Regions from separate parts of the Triticum aestivum genome. Here region 1 is linked to region 2. Evidence: chromatin contacts called from public Hi-C data. All regions are on one chromosome and are shown on one strand. Each heading gives the region's core, a stretch centred on a gene start, on an enhancer-like site or on the middle of the called end of the contact. The rest is flanking DNA. Distances are from core to core; before and after follow the strand shown. Region 1 holds the start of LOC123081916 (acid phosphatase 1). Region 2 holds the start of LOC123085775 (hydroxyacylglutathione hydrolase cytoplasmic).

The links. Hi-C and Micro-C count contacts between places; a contact is called where the count stands out from the background.
Region 1: a Hi-C map of leaf shows a contact between it and region 2, with 6 times the contacts expected there. The contact joins the promoter of LOC123081916 here to the promoter of LOC123085775 in region 2. A contact is called at or near these places in 2 of 5 Hi-C or Micro-C datasets (both in leaf).

The regions. Positions count from the first base shown.
Region 1 is chr4A:179,308,424-179,311,560 of IWGSC CS RefSeq v2.1, forward strand. It overlaps LOC123081916 (acid phosphatase 1), which reads right to left and starts at 1,395. Exons shown (of 4, transcript XM_044504420.1): 1 at 1,333-1,395; 2 at 759-1,175; 3 at 443-649; 4 at 1-314. The coding sequence starts at 1,138. The coding sequence ends at 137.
Region 2 is chr4A:178,914,517-178,917,395 of IWGSC CS RefSeq v2.1, forward strand. It overlaps LOC123085775 (hydroxyacylglutathione hydrolase cytoplasmic), which reads right to left and starts at 1,615. Exons shown (of 8, transcript XM_044507477.1): 1 at 1,407-1,615; 2 at 1,201-1,323. The coding sequence starts at 1,453.

The DNA.
Region 1 (3,137 bases), core at 145-2,644, 390 kb after region 2:
TTATCATGATTTAAGTTCTACTATGCTTGTTTTGCCACATATCGGCCGTTGTTTACACGGCCTACGAATTAGTCGATCAGGCAGGCAGGCAGGCAGCGAGCACACCGGTGGCCGGCCTCCGGCGACCCGTGTGTTTTCACGGGACGAAGTACATGGGGTTTGGTATCTTGAACACGCGGTCACCGACGTTGTCGCCCTGCAGGTCGCTCCACTGATCCCCGACGTTGCCGCGGATCCTGTAGCCCTCGTCCACCAGCTGCTTCCTCATCGCCGACTTGAACACCGACGAGCTCTGCCCTCGGTACTCGGGAGTTCTGCAAACACATTCCGATCATGTTCTATGCCAGAAATCAACCTTGCCTCTCTCTGAATAGTAGCAAGGGATTCTCTATTACCAAAAATAGTGTGTGTTTAAGTCACCAAGAGGGTGTTGGTAGTGTACCTCATCATGAGCCTCTCGTACCCTGAGAACCCTTCTGACTCCAGATTCTGGGACGTGCAGGAGCCCAGAGTCTCCTCGTCCCTCCCGGAGACAAGGAAGGCCTTGAATCCCTTGTCCTGCAGCGCCGCGAACAGCTCAAGGACCGGAGGTATCCCCGGGCAGGCCCCCTGGCTAGCCCACTTCTTGAAGGCCATGGGATCGTACGCCCTGAAACACATCATATATTATTCGCTGGCTGCTAACTCTACTTGAAACTTGAAAGTAGAAACACGTTCTCTCGTTGCACTTGCACACAAGGAAATGGAGACGCACGTACCCGAAGCGCTTGGCCTGGTAGTAGAGCAGGTTGGAGAGGCAGGTGTCGTCGATGTCGAAGATCCAGGCGTCGAGGCCGTCGGCGGCGGCGGCGATCTGGTCGACGTACGCGGACACCTGCTCCATGACGCTGTCCAGGTCCCTGCCGTACTGGCCCCGGGTCATGTAGGCCTTGACGTAGCCGACGCAGGGCGCCGGCACCGTACGCCAGCCCCGCGCGTTGTTGGCCTCCACCATGACGCGCCAGCTGAGGCAGCCGGCCTCGTCGTGCGTGGCCGAGCTCGGCCAGAAGCTCGGCTTGGCGCAGCTTACGAAGCCGCCGCCAAGGGAGAGGAGGTGCGTGATCACCACCCACAGAGCAAGCGCCTGGGAGGAACCCATCAATGCCGCGCGCCCGGGATTACCAAACAAACGTGGGCTGGACAAAATACTCGAAGTAATGAGTTGGTACGTACGTCGTACGTAGGAGAAACACACCACATATCAGTCGTGAGAGACTCTTTCCAGGTCACGATCATGTTCCATTTCCAAACAAAAAGGGAAGGAAGGAGTAATAAGGAAGATCGTAATCTAACCTGGATCGACGCGCTAATAATGCTCGCGGCAGGCAAGGCAGACGGGTCGATCGAGACTGGTGTCCGAGTAGCAGCAGCCGGCGTACGTGTGGATTTTATAGGGAGGGGATCCAGGCCAGGCCAGGACCGGAAGGTTCGTGTCATGAGTCAGCCTCCAGTGCAAGGAAAAGAATAGGAATGATTACGCCATGGAAGAAGCATGCGGCCTGCGTTGGGGTTAGGACGATGGTGCCCCATTTGCACCGCAGCGCCAGCGCGCTCCGGTGCGCGCCACGTCAACGCAACCGCGCCGCCACTGCTCGCTAACGAATAACGATCGTGTGTGTGATGGCGACCTCGCCAAAGTTGGCTGGCCGGCTGCTCTTTGTTAATCGATCAAGGCTAGCTGATGGTGCTGGTCAACAAGCGCTGACAAAGCAAACGTTGGGTTGGGAATTGCACGAGTGGAAGGACATTGACCACCAGATGGGAACCCCAACCCCTCCTACTAACGCCACGCACAACATGTCTGCCCTTTTTGCCGGTGCCGGCCATGTACACCGGCCCCAGCTCCACGCACGCACGACAACAAAGTCCACTGGGGATGATGGAGGGATCTAGGAATAATGGAGCATTAGATCATCTTAGCGGACTCGTCGTATTATTATTCTTCATACAGTTTTGTTAAAGCATATTTTGATGTGCTATAAGTATTGTACATCTAAATTCTATTTTTTCATATTTATACGGAGCATGTTTTATATGTATTAGCCTATTATAGGGAGGCTGTCGAGGGAGGGTGCCATGGAGAGTTCTCCACAAGAAAATTTCAACTTTTGTTGGGCACAACAATTGCCAAATTTCATTCCAATAGAATTAGCAGAATAGCACCATTTATGTCCTGTGTCAAAGCCGTTCACCAAATTTATAATTCCATTCTACGATCTTACGGAGAAGGTGCCACCCTTTGTAATGTTCCAAGCAACGTTACCCTGTCACGTATCCATGCATCCTCCCATAATTGTCCATCCCCGGCTCTTCAGATATAACTGTGACGTAGCACATTTACTCCAGCCATGTTACCATGTCACGTAAAGGACAACCTCTTCTTGAGCTTCGCCTCTAAATAGTTGCCATCCAGATAATATTTCTCACCAAGAATAGAACACATAGCGACTCTCAGTTCTCAAGGAGTCTCATTGCTTGCTTTTCCAACATTGCTAAGATGAAACCGTGGATATCAAGAAAACTTATCCCTCCTTTACTCTTTGGCGCACACATTTTCACCGTGCCATTCAATCCATATTTTCCTGGTTGTTCTTGTCACCTTACTGTCCATGGATAATTGTTGAGATCGGACATTAGCGAGCTCTCCTAGATTGTTCGTCCAGGTGTTAAAACACTAAGTCACTTCAGTTTACCCAGGTTCAAGCCACCGCCGAGATGTAACACCCTACTCCCGCGTTGTGTGTTCTTTCTTGTATATCGAGAGCTCTCATGCTTACATGGGCATACTGAGCTCTAAGTGTTCCCAATCCCCCCCCCCCCCCCCCCTCCTCCTCGTAGAAAACTTTGTTTGCTCCTTTTATAGTCCTGGGGGAGGCAGTTGACCTCACCTTCTAACCACTTGTTGTGGATATGTCAATGCTCCCCATACCTCACTAAAAAGGGCCACGGGAAAGATATGACGCAAGGAATAGTTGGGGGCAGCAATTGTCGACGACGCTCCAGGGTACACCCTATTGTGCGCTCGTCACCTGTCATCAACAAGCAGGAACTGACAACAGAGCCATGTCATCCCCTGCGTATGGGCAAGGTCAAAAGGC
Region 2 (2,879 bases), core at 365-2,864:
TCCGTTTCCCCATGGCTAGGCTACTATGTGGCTCAGTCCAGCACTCAATAAAACACATGTTGTGGCCCAACATCCAGATCGCTAATACCTAACGTAGTCTCCTTATACGTGTCACTATCCCCAGCAGGCCAGCCTACACCCTCCTGCCCATCCTCGCTGCACTGTCCAGGCGCCTCCACGTGGTGCGGCTGGTTTAAGAGATCATCGAAAGACGTTGTAGTCATATAAACTGGAATAGCTTGTTAGTTTGCTTGTGTTTTTCGAAATCATTAAAGGGGTCTTTTAGTTCCGGCGAACATACGGATTTGTATCACGTCCGCACCGTATTCATTACCGGTAATATCTCTTTCCGTATTCGTTTCCACTTCCGGAAAAAAAAAATAAGAAAACAAATGCGGCAACACTCAGTTCCGTCTGTTTCCGTTTCCGCTCCTTTTTTTTTGAATTTTCAGGGGGACGGGGGTGTCCCACCTGAACATTTCATTAAAAGAACAGGGGCAAGCCTCCTGGGGGCAGAATGTTTACATCATTTTGGGATAGACAGCACGGGGTTGACATAGCACAAGGTAAGCTGCAAGGGCGATCAGTCACGAGTCGACGTCTCCCTGTCTATCACTCTTCAGCCTTCCACGCCACAGAGCAGCGTCCTCGCGGCAGCGCTTGAGGAGAAGCGAAAGAGATGGCCGCAGGCCGCGGAACACCACACCGTTCGGATGCTCCCACAAGTGCCAGCAACACAGCAACAGGAAGGTGTCAACCGATGCCTGACCGATGGCCGGAGAGACGTCCAGCAGGTGCAGTGACTTGACCGACGTGCCAAGGAGCAGGACGCCCAGCTTGGTCCAGAAGGAGACGGCGAAGGGGCGGCCGAAGACAAGGTGTTGGGCGGACTGAATTTCTGCTCCGTTTACATCCCTAATTCACCTTGTAGTTATCCTCAGAGCAATAAGAGCATCAAGCTATTAGCTTTATCTTTCCTTTTCCATTTCTCCATCTCTATTTTCGAGTTCTATAAGAACACGTAGCATGATTACACGAGTGACGTTTTTGCAATTATACTGGTTTGTTCTGCAACAACTATAGAAGCACGAAGCAGAGCACATCCGTATTCTAGAAAGTAGTGACCCTCTTAACAACCAAGGGAAGTAAGCCGATGAATTGCTAGGCTGGGATGGGATGGGAATGGGATGGATGGCGTACCAGTGGTGGTGGGTGGTGAGGACGCAGTCGATGTAGGCGCCGACCTCGCTGGCCGCCGCCAGCACCTTCTCCGGCTCCACCGGGTCGACGGCCGCCGCCGCCTTGGTGCTCTCGTCAACGATCCTTGAAAAGAGAATAAACAGGATCTCAAACGGATCTCCGAGCAGAAGCTAAGCAACAAGGGAAGCAAGGTTCAAGATTCGTACAGGTAGGCATAGTTATCCTCCAAGCAAGCCACCGGAATGATCTTCATCCTTCGATTTCTGGAACGAAATCCTGACGGAGAAGAGTGGAAGCAGGCCGGAAGTGAGGAGAGGGTCGTGGAAGGTTTAAGAATGGGGAACAACCGCTTTGGGGAACCAGGGATCCTCTGTATCCGTCAATTTGGTGAACCAGGCCTGCCATCGTTTCTTTTTTCCCCTCTGTCTCCCTCTTTCTTTCTGAAAAATCTACGGAACCAATACAGGCGCCTATCGCTTGTGTAGTTTTATTTAACACAGTATAAACGCAAGCACTCATATACACGTGCATACATACATTCATCCCTATAAATGTATACACACATCCTACCCCTATGAGCACCTTCGAAAGACTGAGCCGGCATATCATCTTGAAATTTACAAAGTCACCTAAGCACCTCGTCGTCGACGGGAACGTCTCCTTTCACTGAATGCGTGTCGCCGAAAATCCTGAAATAAATTTAGGAATAAATGCGAGCACCAGGCTGAACCCTGGTGGGCTGGGATACCACGATCCCTTTAACCATCCAACCACATATTGGTTCGCATCGTTTGTGTAGTTGTGTATCTGTGTTTCATGACATTTTTTATAAAGAAAATATATTAATATCATGAATATATCAATTACATCCAGCATCTACAAAGTGTGTTTCACGGTATGCCCTAGAAAAAATCTTAAAACCCACCCCTCTCTCTAATATAACATAACAACAATAATAATACACCAATAACATCTTAGCATTATATAGGACGGAGGAGTAATTTCCCTTCTTACTACTGACGAAACGCACATCAATTTACTTTAAAATGCCAAAGCGTTCTTTGACTTGGTCTTTTTACTGGTTTGTCTGTTTTACTATCATCGGCGAGGGCTTTGAAAGTGAAACCCATTGGACATATTTTGGCGACCATTTAGACTATTAGTTATTTACCATCATATTTCTAATGAGTTTTCAAAAAATTGAACATTATTGTGCACAACCTAGTGTATACTAGAGATTCAAATTTTGTAATGTGTACTAGCAATCCATCTTTACAATGCAAGAGAATACAATCATATAACTCTCATCCAGCAAAGTGACATCACACAGGTATTGTTGTCCATTATAATCCTTCATCTTCCGTCTTTCGTCAACATCAATTACGCTATCTTATTTCCCAAGGCTAGTAGGTAAAATTGTGTCTATCATAGCTTGTCACAGAACTAGTTAAGACTTGCTAAACATTTAACGGTTTAAAAGTAAGTAAAAAATATGAAATAAATAGGGGAGCCTCACTCCAATATAATAAGATGATCCAACGGTGTGATTGTGAAAATATGCATTTATGTGTCCTTAGCAAAAAAAACAAGCGTTTCAGCTCACTTCAGGATCAATATATATTGAAACATTTGTTCTTTTTGTCCAGGACACATGCAGTCATATTTTTTCAATCCATCTG